Regions from separate parts of the Mus musculus genome. Here regions 2 and 3 are each linked to region 1. A link is a contact called in public promoter capture Hi-C data. All regions are on one chromosome and are shown on one strand. Each heading gives the region's core, a stretch centred on a gene start, on an enhancer-like site or on the middle of the called end of the contact. The rest is flanking DNA. Distances are from core to core; before and after follow the strand shown. Region 1 overlaps Tmem26 (transmembrane protein 26). Region 2 has its middle 5.9 kb from the start of Gm40685. Region 3 has its middle 81 kb from the start of Rtkn2.

What was found. Promoter capture Hi-C pulls out the DNA fragments that hold promoters and counts their contacts.
Region 2: a promoter capture Hi-C map of liver shows a contact between it and region 1, with 2.9 times the contacts expected there. The contact joins two enhancer-like sites. A contact is called at or near these places in 3 of 39 promoter capture datasets (embryonic stem cells and liver).
Region 3: a promoter capture Hi-C map of liver shows a contact between it and region 1, with 2.7 times the contacts expected there. The contact joins two enhancer-like sites. A contact is called at or near these places in 1 of 39 promoter capture datasets (liver) and 1 of 9 other capture datasets (liver).

Annotation. Positions count from the first base shown.
Region 1 is chr10:68,735,522-68,739,871 of GRCm38.p6, forward strand. All of the region lies in intron 1 of Tmem26 (transmembrane protein 26), which reads left to right. Among named protein-coding and RNA genes, the nearest start is that of Tmem26, 14 kb to the left of the region's middle. Within about 2 kb of position 1,995, at least 5 of the 459 cell types and tissues checked have an H3K27ac peak or open chromatin away from gene starts, as enhancers often do. A contact at or near this core is called in liver, where this site is marked.
Region 2 is chr10:69,303,938-69,308,325 of GRCm38.p6, forward strand. No RefSeq gene overlaps it. Among named protein-coding and RNA genes, the nearest start is that of Gm40685, 5.9 kb to the right of the region's middle. Within about 2 kb of position 2,899, at least 45 of the 459 cell types and tissues checked have an H3K27ac peak or open chromatin away from gene starts, as enhancers often do. A contact at or near this core is called in liver, where this site is marked.
Region 3 is chr10:68,058,213-68,062,731 of GRCm38.p6, forward strand. It overlaps a transcript of Rtkn2 not described here. Among named protein-coding and RNA genes, the nearest start is that of Rtkn2, 81 kb to the left of the region's middle. Within about 2 kb of position 2,884, at least 28 of the 459 cell types and tissues checked have an H3K27ac peak or open chromatin away from gene starts, as enhancers often do. A contact at or near this core is called in liver, where this site is marked.

The sequences.
Region 1 (4,350 bases), core at 745-3,244:
CGACAGCCAGGGGAAGGACGTAATCAGACTCCATTGAGGCAGAGGACATCCCAGACAGGCAGACATGTTTCTGAAGGCCTGAATCTCCCAGTGTCTTCATGGCCCTTGAAGAATATGGTAAAAGCTTAGTGAGGAAGAAACATAACTCAGCCCAGAGGTACACAGAGTTGGGAGCAGGCTGTCTCATAAAGCCGACAGCAGGCAAGTGATCCCCACAGCTCTCCACCTTGCAGAGGTCAAGTGAGAATCTAGCACTTGTGGGTTGTGGTGTTCTCAGCAGTGGCAACAGCACCCTCTGATGCAAGCAGACCAGTGGTTTCTGTTTTATTTGCATACAGAACTGATGGGGAAGACAGAAGTTCTGTAATTGAGACTCTGAAATGTTGGTCACACGGGTCACATTGCTCTACTAACACTCTGAACTGGTCTTATGTCTCAAAAGGCAAGTAATATACAGACATTTAGGAAAGGAAGGCAGTATTGCAATTGAGCTCTTCCGAGTGTGACCGCTGCTACTGACCATTCTGCCTTAGAGGTAATGAGTCATTGGACTGGAGAAGTTGTGGGGAGGGGGGCTCGGGAGTCAAGATCACATGCTGCTCTTCCAGGGAATCCAGCTCTGGTCCCTAACTTCTACTTTACACAGCTCACAACCACTTTAACTCCAGATCCAGGGGGTCTGATGCCATTTTCTAGCCTTTGTGGATACCTGCTTACATGTGGTGTGCATATACAAACACACATATACACACATGCACAAAAACATATATTAATTAACCTTTTTTGAAAAAGAATAAATGTTGAATAATAATTCTCTAAAGATCAGGGCTCAAAAAGTATTTTTCGAATTAACTAGACTTCCATAAGTAAAAGGTCCGTGTGCATGTTTGTAGATTCATCATTTTTATTCAGTCAGTAATTCCTTATTCCCAAATACGAGCATTTAATCAGTTTAGTATTTGCTGAACAGACAGTAACTGAGCACTAAACAAGGTAACAATGTGCTGTCTTGGAGAAGAGGATGTTAAAAATCAGGGAAAGGCAGGGATCAGGAGACAGGTGGTCTGCCTTCAGAAAGCTGATATTATGAAAGCCAACCTAACATCCACGTGATTACAAAATAGCACCGCATTCTTTGGGTCTCATGGACAATGCAGATTCCAAACACTGCCTGCTGTGCCCTGAACGTACAAGTCGGATATAAATAGGCAGACATGCACAGAAGAGTGTCCCCAAAAGGCTTTGGTTGTTAGGGGGCAAGGAGATGCCCATGTGTAAAGGTGTTCGCCATCCTTTTTTCAAAGCTCAGCCACATTAGGCATGCTGATCTGAACAAGGGACATAGTTTGTTAGGGGAGGCAGTGCATAGAGTAGAATGTGAATTATTCCTCAACCTGAGTCTCTCTTCTCACCTTCTTGTGTGTCACAGAGTCCTAAGAAGGAAGGGTTGAAGAAAGGAATATTCCCCAAAACTGTTTTTGCTTTAGCAGCACTGGGGCTGGAAGCCAAGGCTCCAGAAGAGCTATACCACTAATCTATTCCACATTTTCTTTGGTTTTATTTTGCTTTGTTTTTAGGTAAACAGTAAGTTGGGGCTGAAGTTGCTGGTCTTGAAAGGATGTGCTAGGGGTAAGGCACAAAAAAACAGGTCCCGGAGCCCTGACTATGGGGTGAATGAGGTTAGACTTTCTATATTTCCTAACACAGAAATTCTTGAATATTGAGTTGAGAGAGAGAGAGAGAAAGAGTGTGTGTGTGTGTGTGTGTGTGTGTGTGTGTGTGTGTGTGTTTGCTGAGCTAATCTCCTAATTAAGGGGAATACACTGAAAAGGGATAATGATACTTTTTCTAATTATAGAAATGGATCTAACGCATCAGAGATATTAAGGTCATTGGTTTATTTTCAACTTCCTTTGAGTTCTACTGTGTTCTGTGCCTAGCACCTCCCCCAGATTATTATTTTAACAGTATTACTGGGGATGTTAGGCTCGAGATTAACTTGAGGTTAACAAACTTTTGTTTTGCCAACATTCGCTATGTCCAAACACAAGCAATTGACATATGCAGCTTGCCCTCTGACCAAAATTGACGTTCTTCCTCGTGTCTCTCAGCAAATCTTCCTCATGTTTCCTGTGATACATAAGGTCAAAGAGTCGATGGTTTCTTTCTTTTAAGAGCATGCCCGACATGAGTTTTTGACATTTCTCTGCAGCTCAGACATCTTCCAAGTTAGAGTTTAATAATATCTTGACCCATAACCTTTTGCTTCAAAATTGGTTTTGGCAAGAAATCAAAAGTAGAAGAGTGTCTATATTAAATATTGATTTTTAAAGACGTTTTTCTTGCCCTTTCTATTTCTTTCTTTTTCTCAGAAGATTAAAGACAATAACGAAGGTTAAATAGCCTTTTAAAACTTCACCCATTTTTCCTTTTTCCCCTGTTACTTTATTTATTTATTTATTTATTTATTTATCTCTCTACCTTATAATAATGTCATTTGGGTAAAGTTTAATCTCGCAACTACAAATAAGTACTAAAAACATTTTTACTAAAAATGAATTAACTTAATAATTTGACTTTGAGATACTCTTATCAAGAAAGAATTTAATCCAAAACCAAACACAATTTGAAGAAATAAGCTTGAAAAAGAACCTTACTTGTCTCTTATTATTATTTATCATCATCATCTTTGTTTGGTTTTAAAAAGAAAAGTCTTAATATGCATCACGAATTGGCCTCACGATTGCAATCCTCCTGCATCTCAACCTCCAGGGTACTGAGATTACAGGTGTGCATCACTGTGCCCAACTTATTATTTCAAATTATCTAGATTCACTTCCATTGCCCACTGTACTGGTTTTATTTCCTTTCCTGTGATAGAAAACATCCTGGCGCAAAGGCAACTTAGAGAAGAAAGGCTTCATTTGGTTTCTGATCCCAGGTCACAGTCTGTTATTATGTGGAAGTCAAGGCAGGAACTTGATGTTTCATATGCACAGCCAGAGCACAGAGAGGACAAATGCTTGGGATTTTGCATGCTTCATTCGTAGCTGTCTTCTTGCTTACACAGTTCAGAGGGCAGGCATAGGGGATGGTGCCACCCACCTACACACTGAATCTGCCCAACTCAATCTCAGTCAAGAAAATCTCTCTCACCCATGCCCACAGGCAACCCAATTAGACAATTCCTCTCTAAGAGTCTATTTCCTGGTGTCTTAGTCAGGGTTTCTATTCCTGCACAAACATCATGACCAAGAAGCAAGTTGAGGAGGAAAGGGTTTATTTGGCTTACACATCCATACTGCTGTTCGTCACCAAAGGAAGTCAGGACTGGAACTCAAGCAAGCCAGGAAGCAGGAGCTGATTCAGAGGCCATGGAGGGATGTTCTTTACTGGCTTGCCTCACCTGGCTTGCTCAGCCTGCTCTCTTATAGAACCCAAGACTACCAGCCCAGAGATGGTCCCACCCACAAGGGGCCTTTCCCCCTTGATCACTAATTGAGAAAATGCCTTACAGTTGGATCTCATGGAGGCATTTCCTCAACTGAAGCTCCTTTCTCTGTGATAACTCCAGCTGTGTCAAGTTGACACAAAACTAGCCAGTACACCTGGTGATTCAGGATTGTGAAACTAAGGGGCAGAGGTAGAATTTCTCAATAAGCACCAGGATAAGCTGTTGTCCACTGAGCTCATCCACCTGATGCTGAGGCATACTGATCCTCACCAGGCCAATGCTGCTACTGTGTGCTAGCATGGTTTTGTTGCAGATTCATATTCATAAGTGAGGTAGGATTTGTAAATTAAATGATATGATACAAGTGACTCCTAGTCCAACGAAACTGCTTTTAACAAGGGAAGGGAGTTGAGAGGGCTCTTTTAAACATGCATGCTGAGACAAGGCTATGCAAACACATCACACAAAACTTCTAATGTAGGAGCTGGAATGGGAGACTCACTGAACCCCCATCACACTGATCCTCTGTCACCATAAAACTCTGAGAAAGTCAACTCCATTGGCAAGGCCATGCAAATTGACCCTTGGTATGAAGAGGTGATTGTCACCATGCTTTTGCTGCTGTGTGCATTGGAAAATGAATTAGGAGATCGTCAGCTCAAGTCATTTGAACCTGAGTGTGTCTCCATTGGTCCTCTCTTCAGAGCTCCTTCTGAATTTTGAATCAGGAAATAACAAATATTGATGTGATGGTTTGTATATGCTCAGCCCAGGAAGTGGCACTATTAGGAGGTGTGGCCTCTGTTGGAGTAGATATGTCACTGTGGGTATGGGTTATAAGACCCTCATCTTAACTTTCTGTAAGACAGTCTTCTCCTAGCAGCCTTCAGATGAAG
Region 2 (4,388 bases), core at 1,649-4,148, 570 kb after region 1:
GGAAGCTCCATCTGAAGGAAGCAGACATTAAGTTCACACAACAGCTCTCTTCACGATGCTGTCCTAGAGTAGACCATGGTAGAGCCCTCTCTCACCCTGCTCCTTGCCTCCTCCTAGAGTATCAGTTGACCTGGGGATTCTCAGCCCCTCCTCTGCCTGGAGGAAGCACAAGGAGAGCCAGATGCACTGTCTAGGTCAAAGTTACAAGAAGGGCTGTAGAGATGACTTGGCCGTTAGGAGCACTGACTGCTGTTCTGAAGGTCTCAGTTCAAATCCCAGCAACCACATGGTGACTCATAACCATCCATAACGAGATCTGACGCCCTCTTCTGGTGTGCCTGAAGACAGGTACAGTGTACTTACATATAATAAGTAAATAAATCCTTAAAGAAAACAAGCAACATTCAGGCAGCCAACCGTTTGGTGGAGCAGGCAAAGTATGAGCCAGGGTGGCAAGTAGGGGATTGGAAGGGTAAGATGTGTGTGTGTGGGGGGGGGGGGGTAGCAAGCTGACTCTTAGCCATTCCCCTAGCACAAAGCATCCTTTGTTCCTCTCTTTCCAAGAGTCCAGAACTGTCCTGACAGCCCTCCTACCTGGAATACCTTCATACTAGCACTGTGGGTAATTACCCAAGAACACTGGGTGATTTTGATCGTCAAATTGATTGGCTCAAGCAACAGAACCACCTGGGGGTTAATGAAGCACACTTCTGGGGGTGTCCGAGAGGGGTCCTGAGGGCTCTGGACTAGAGAATGGATTGATCCCGGATGTTTGGAGGTAATGTTGAGATGTGTGAAAAGAACTGAGGGTCAGGCAGAAGTAAGTCACTAGGGGCATGGCCTTGGGGCCTGCACACATTCTCCTTGCTTGCTATCCATCACCTCAGGCTCCTACCATCAGGATGCTCTACAGAGCCCAAGAGATCAAGCTACCATGGGCTTGACCCCGGAACCCATGAAAAAAGCAAGTCCTTTGTCCCTTGACTTGAGTCCCGTACTGAATCACAATGAGTAAAATAACAGGCAAGGCCCATGCATTAGTAAGTGTAGTGGTTTGACTAGGCTTGGCCCAAGGAGGGGCACTGTTTGGAGGTGTGGCCTTGTTGGAGTGGGTGTAGCCTGATGAAATGGGCGTGGCCTGTTGGTGGAAGTGTATCTCTGTGGGCATGGGCTTTAAGACCCTCATCCTAGCTGCCTGAAAGCCAGTATTCTCCTAGCAACCTGCAGATGAAGATGTAGAATAGAACTCTCAGCTCCTCCTGTACCATGCCTGCCTGGATGATAATAAACTGAACCTCTGAACCTGTAAGCCAGCCCCAAGTAAATGTTGTTTTTATAAGCATTACCTCGGTCATAGTGTCTGGTCACAGCTGTAAAATCCTAACTAAGACAGAAAGTGGCTGAGTTAGGATTAGAAATCAAGTCTGTCTAAAAACTAAAACTCACTCTCAAGCTTTGTGTTAGAGAGAGCAGACCCAGGGAGACTCTCTAACTCAAAGGATTAGTATCAAGGTGGGGCCCTGAACTAACTTAGGGACTTGTCCCCACCACCACCACCACGTGCCCCCTGCATTGACTTCCAAGGATCCCAAGATCCATATAAAATATAGACTTCCCCTCCCCCACCCCCAGGCTAGACAGAGCCAGCTCAGGGCTTCTGAGTTCAAGGCTAGTTTCTTTGGCTTGTGTCACACAATTTCAGGTATTTCTGAGTGCAATCTACCCTGGTGCCCTTCTCCTTACTGATAAGCACTCCTCTTGTCAACTGGAATCCTTTGCCTACATGCCTTCCCTCTCACCTCCAAAGCCTCTTATCGCTGTACGCAGAGGCTCTGCGTTAGGTTTCAGGGTCCTTTTAACAGAGGGTGCATCGAATTACCACCCTGACGGCTGGCTAAAGTTTAACCCGGGATGGGATTCTGGAGTCATCCAAAGTTCACTGCATCTGCAGTTACCAGGAGATGAGCCTTAAGTCAGGCCCACATGGGCTTGGCAGATTTGGAGAGTTCCCACACGCCAGTTGGTGTTGGATATTTCTTTACTCACCCATTTTGAAGGCTGTTTGAAAGAGGTTAACTACAGAAAACCTCCTGCCTTGCCCTCCAGTGTCTGGGTTGTAAATGCAAAAATTAGAATAGCGGAAGGGACCTTCATCCTGGAACCCGCCACTCACTTGGGTTATCAATTTGAGCCTGTAGGACACAGAACAGGCTGGGGGCTCAGAGATCAGGATCAGAGGCAGAGAGATCAAAGCCGTCCATCACGGTGACCGAGGGTGGGAGAAAGTTACTCAGGCTCCTCCTCCCGGATACAATCCTGAGCCTGTAAATCTGGTTGCTCACAGCTTTTCGGCCTGGGACACAGAAACAAATAGGGAAACGTAGACAAGATGTGTGCTCATGATATCCGAATAAGCAGTTTAAGCCGAAGGTCCGATCGTGCTATTATACCCTCCAGCCACGAGGCGGCGCCACAGAGCCCGCAGGCACCAGTAGTAAAAAGAAAATGTGAGCTAAGTGGGGCCTGGCTTCTCTGTTTTGGGTGCAGTTTGGTACACCGAGTTCAGAAAGAGGCCTCACAGCAATGCAGCATGGAGCCCAGCTTCAGAGACCTGTATCTTCCCTGGATAAAATGTAGTAGAGTTCGTTTGATACCACCTCTTACAGAGCATCTCTCCTGGGCTGAGTCAGTTTCCTTCACCCAAAGACACTTGGATTTGGCTTTGTATAACGGTCCCAGGCTCCAGGCACAATGAGCAAGAGAGAAGCTGGTCTCATTTCCACCCAAAACCACGCTGTGTGAATTATGAGGTCATCAAAGCATGTAGCATAGAGTGAGATAACCCAGGCTCCCAGTTGAGATGGATAAGCAGCTCGACTAGGTCTGTGGGATGTTAGTCAGGGGCGTTCGAACCCTGCCTTACTAGGGGCAGAAAGAAGGTCCAGTCACGGCCCCAGGCATCACACTATCCCTGTCCCTAGGGACTACTGGGAAGTAAGCTATGAAAGCCAGACCGTGATGACTTTGAGTCTTCCAAAAAATGGTCACTAAAGGTCACAGCCTCTGTCCTCGTTTCTGATCGTTTCTGAGGAAGCAAGATGTCACTCCCTCTAAACCTTTCAAAATTAGAGTCACCCAAGGAATGTTGAAAACTACAGATTCCCCAAGTCAGAATCATTGACGAGAAGGGGCGGCCCAGGAGTCTGTGGTATTTTCTTTTTAAGAAAAACTGTTTACACAAGTAATCTACCTGCAGGAAAGTCCCTCCTTAAGTAATCCTGAAGGTCCTTCTCCCTGCAAGCCCCTTGGCTAGCTGAGATCACTGTCCCCTGAGAAGCCACACTCAAGGACTCCCTTGGTGTCTGTGGAGTCCTTGTCGCCCCCTGCTGGTATGAGAGCAGATCTGCCAGAGTCGCCTTGCCTTCTTGGGAATCACAAGAGGGAAAGCTTTTTCCAGGGTTGTCTGCACTCTCTGATGTTCATTCCAGTGTTCTCGGTGCACTGCAGCTTTGATGCCACTGGCTTGCATGCCTGAGCGCTTCTGTTTATTTACTGAGGAGTCTGCCCTGGTTTGGGCATCACACGGGGCTAGGGAGTGCGGGATACTGGGTCCCCCTGCTATGTTTCCTTGGAAAGCAAGACATTCCATAACCGAGCAGTGGTAGCACACACCTTTATTCCCAGCATTTGGAAGGCAGAGGCAGGTGGATTTCTGAGTTTGAGGCCAGCCTGGTCTACAGAGTGAGTTCCAGGACAGCCAGGGCTACACAGAGAAACCCTGTCTGGGAAAAAAACAAAAACAAAAGAAACAACAACAACAAAAAGATGTTCCAAGATGAGTTTCGAGAGGAACCCATAGCAAATGGAGACACTCTTCCACACATTCCCAGAAGACCATCAGCTCCCAACACTGGGGAGTAACACTCCACAGACTATTGGTCAAGTCTGCTCTGGTCAGCTCCCAACTCTGGAAATACTCACTGTGGGTCAGAAATGGAATCTGTTTAGGCCTTGAAGCCTCTGCAATGAGTGCCTCTCCCCAGGGACTTTATTTACTCAAAAACATGTGGGGTGTCCTGGAAAGGAGGTGGGTTTTGCAATAAAATACACAAGTCCAATCCCCAGTCCAAGGCAACATTTAAAAGTTACTTAAAATATTGAAATTTTTGTGTGTGTAACTTTTTCTAGTTTCTCAATTGCATAGTTCTTCTTTTTTTAAATTTTTTTATTATATGTAAGTACACGGAAGCTGTCTTCAGACACACCAGAAGAAGGCATCAGATCTCATTACAGATGGTTGTGAGCCACCATGTGGTTGCTGGGATTGGAACTCAGGACCTTCGGAAGAGCAATCAGTGCTCTTAACCACTGAGCCATCTCTCCAGCCC
Region 3 (4,519 bases), core at 1,634-4,133, 680 kb before region 1:
GTCACAAGACAATGCTGTTAAAGAACCTTCTCCCTTATTAAGCTGGGTAAGGCCTTTGTTATACATGTACTTCAGCCAAGTCAGCTTAACACAACAGATTAAGGGCAAAGTCAGACACTGAGTATCTGCCTGTTAGTTTAGTTTTAATCAAGCCATATGTTAAAGAGATTTGTAAAATACAGACATAAAATGATGTTACTCTTCTCACATATTTCTAATTCATTGTTCTGGAATTTTATTTTAATCTTAAGACATATTAGCATACCTAAGGTTTTGGGGTTTTATACTTTTTTAAGATTTGTTTTATTTTTAAATACCTGTTTGTCCGTGTATGGGTATGTGCACATGGGTGCAGTTCCCATGGAGCCCAGAAGGGGCACCAGATCTCTTCTGGAGTTATAAGGGGTTGTGAACTGCCTGAAAAGGGTGCTGGAGACTAAATTCAGATCCTTTGCAAAAACAGTATAAGCTCCTAACTGTTGAGCCATCTCTCCAGTCCCAAGGGGAGTTGTGGTTTTTTGTTTTTGTTTTTTGGGTTTTTTTTTTTTTACATTTTTTAATGAATTAAAAAATTAAATTGAGATCTCTCTGTTTCAGTTTCTAGTACAGTAGATTGTTGACAGCTATACAGCAAATGAACAAATGTCTCCTGGGGGCCCCTCAAAGGGATCCTGAGAACAGTGTGTTTAAGGAGCTGTTGATTCTCATTTCCCAGACACCCTGAGTCTGCCTCCCTGATGACTCTCAGCCCTTCTGTCCATGGCAGTTGTTATTTTCCTAGACCATGATCCTTTGCTTCTTCTTAGATGGGTGTGTTGAGGGGCCAAAGGGTAGATGGAGTTTGGGAAGTGTGTTTTGCCTCCACTGAGGCTTACCTAGTTTCTTCTTTCAATTCAAATAGGGCTGAAGGAAGGAAGATTGCTATCGCCCCATGTGTGTCAGACAGGGCCCAGCATCCCACTTACCAGAAAGAGCAAGGAGTACATGCTGGTTTTCAGATGAGAAGAGAAGAAAGCAGATATGCTAAGGGAGAGCCCCAAGGGGCAGAGAGAAAACACACACCTCGAACATCCCAGAGATCTTACATCCTTGACTCGAATAGGTGCCCAGCTCAAATGTGAGTTCTAAGAGACGGCCTGGTACTATGGGCTAGGGTGAGTTTCCATCGGAATCCTCTACAGCAACCATTCGGAGTCATCAGTTGCCACTGAAGTGGGGTCCATACAGCCCATTATCAAACGCAGTAAGTAAGGTTTATTCTGTGCTCTACACTTTAGGGTTGTATTAAACTAGAAATATAAAACCCATGTTTCCGGAAAATGCAAGATGCTGTATCTACATTGAGGCTGAACAAGAAGAATCACCATGGGCTACACACAGATTAATTACTATCTTCAAAGAATTACAATACTATCAAACATTCCTACCACAAAATTATGCTGAACAAAATTTAATCTTTCTGTGACTGTTCAAAAGAATTTAGGATCTTGTAATCCTCCAGGGACATTACCATTTTATAAATCGCACCAAAAAAAAAAAAATTTCTCATTATTTCTGCTCCCTGGTAGTTTGGATTCAGGAGAAATGGGAATTTACTGTAATACTTTGAGTTATTGAGTTCTGGAAGCTCACAGCACTTCAAATATACATGCATTATATCACTTATCTTGCTCATGAAATTTACAAATGGAAACAGTTAGTAATGGGTGGATTTTTAGATACAAAGTCTGTTCCTTGAAGTTCTAATGAATAATTCTTCCATTTGGCATTTCTAAACCGACACTGGCTTGCTTTTCTATTGCAGCACATAATATAATATACACATCAGCTGAAGATCAAATAGGCCTAAGGCTAGCAGCAAAGAAATTTGAACTATAATTTTATTGTATTTTAAAGTATATAGTAATCTGATTCCACATTTCAGCTCATAAATGTTCTGATGAACCTGGATGGTACAATTTCTTTTCATATCAACGAAAAACTCCAGTCTGACACCATAAAAGCCAATACATTTGCATGTACTCATGGTTTTTTATCAAACTAAAAATATTCAAACTGTACGTGGAAAAAAGACTGTTTTAATTTAAAAGATGTTTTGTTCTTGTCTTCATCCTCAAACTCAGTGTAATTGTGCTTTCTATTTATGGATTAACTGTGGCCAAATATAATATATTTAATATATAAATGACTCTTGTCACGCTTGCAAATATCTCTCTCCCTTAAAATGTAATTAGTTTCTCTCTGCTGCTAAAAAATTTAATGCACTCAAAAGCCAGGGCTTATTTCTGCATCTCCTGCTGTTTGGGGAGTATCTGTCCTCCCACTACCAAGCACAGATAATCAAACGTGAGCCTAGAGAAAAAAAAAATCCTCCATTTAGGCAACATGAATCTGTACTAAATCTGATGTAACAGATTAATACAGAGCACGAGGTACATTCAATAGGAAAATGGCATTTAAATATTAATACTAGATAAATACACTCTTGCTTCTGTCCTTGATAATTTATAAGTCATATGCTTCTAGACAGAAATAAATCATTCTTCGTTTATATCGTTGCTGGGAAACAAGCAGAAACACGGAAAGCAAGGCCCAGCTTTCCTCCTTAGTCCTGACAGGGTCCAGTTTCTACCTCATTCTCTTGCCGCCTTCATCTGTGTCCCAACTGGTGTCCGATCCTAGTCTGGTTTCTCGTATTAAATGTATATTTCTCCAACCAATATCTGAAGTGGTAATGTTCCAACAGTCCAAATGTCGATTATGAAAACAAACATTTGCTTCTCGAGCAAATGTTTTCACACAAAGGCATTTGATTCCCCGTACTGGAGCAAACAAACATTTGTTCTAGGCGCTTAAAGCAGCCAAAAGTTCCTGCTGAAACATTCTGCAGGCTGGCTGGCTTGACTCCCTGGAGCAGGACTTGGTGATGTCCGAGGGTGCCTGAGAGGCCAGTTGCCGGCCTTCGCCGCTCTTCCCAGTACACGGAGCCCACTAAGAAGCTGAAACATTTTTAAAGCACAGTTTGGAAGATAATGTGTGTTTAGTCGTGATGTCTCCATTAGAATATGTCTTAAGAATACTTCATTTGTTAGAACAAATTCAGCCTTGCACCTCGTAATCCTAGGACTGAGTTCTTTGGAAAATTCACAAAGCCATTTCACACATAAAACCACTCAGGCAATTTGGTGGTCATTATTTATGCAGCGGCCTGCAAGCACTCCCCCTACGTGACTAGTTCTGTCACTTCATTAATGTTTATGTTCTCTCTAGAGCGAGGTCGGGATTATCCTTGTGAATATATTTTATTTAAGTGTACATCCGCTTCAATGTGGAGATTTAGCTTTCACAGAAAAAAAATCCTCTTGTTTCCGTATTATTTAATGCTTTTTTGAAATGAATCAATATTTCTAGGGAAGTAATTTACTTAAATACATGTTCTTTAAGGCGCAGGGAAATTGATTCTTTACTTCTGCTCCAAAGACGTAGTATCCTAGCAACTGAGTCAAGATTGATTCTCTGGCTAGTTTTTCTAAACTGAAAATAGTTCCTAGCTCATTTAAAAACAAACCACAAAATTGTCTTAAGAGGAATGAATAAATGAATGAATGAATGAATGAATGAATGAATGCAGAAAGGGAACAGGGAGCATGCAGACCCAAGACGTCATTTCAGGAGTATTTAGAAGAACATGGGACATTTTGGGGTCTTCAGAGGAAGTTGCTGAATCTGGGGCCAGCCTGGGCTACACTGTGAGTTTTTAGGTCACTCTGGGTGAAAGGGTGAGACCCTGCCTCACAACACAAACAACCAAGGATGCTGAACTATGCTGGTTAGGTGTTTGTTTGCTTGCTTGCTTTTTGTCAACTTGACACAAGCTAGAGTCATCTGAGAAGAGAGAACTCAGCTCAGAAAATGTCTCTGTCCCCATCAGATTGCATGTAGACAAGCCTTTGGGTACCTTTTTTGGTTGATGTTTGACGAGAATGGGCTCAGCCCACTTCTCCTGGGATGTATAAGAAAGCAAAGTGAGCAAGCCATGAGGAACAAGCTTTGGTCATGGTGTTTAGCAAAAAGGTAGGAGCCCTGAAAAGGACGGACCCCTGTATTGGTTCCTTGGCTTAGGCACTGTTGAGTTGGGTCAAATACGTTAAGTGAGGAGGTAGGTGGCAGCGGCCATTTTTGTGATGGTGGACTTGACCTATATTGTGGCCAATGGCTTCCAGCAAAATAACTTCAAACAGAAGTGGGACACTGAGGGCCAGGCAGGAACCCTGCGATGCTGAGCCCCCAGCTTACCTTTAGACTGAGTCCAAGGCATGCTTTGTCCCCCACCCCCACCCCCACCATAAACGCCCAATCAGCAAAGAAGCTGAACCCAGTGGAAGGAGGGAGCCACTGGGGAGAGTGGGCCCAAGTGTCCGTGCTAGAATTGTTCAAGGGCCAAAGCTTTCAGTGATATGGAGAAGGCAGAGTTTGGTCAGTGCTGTGAGCAGGTGGGGGAGGAGCAATCAAGAAGCTA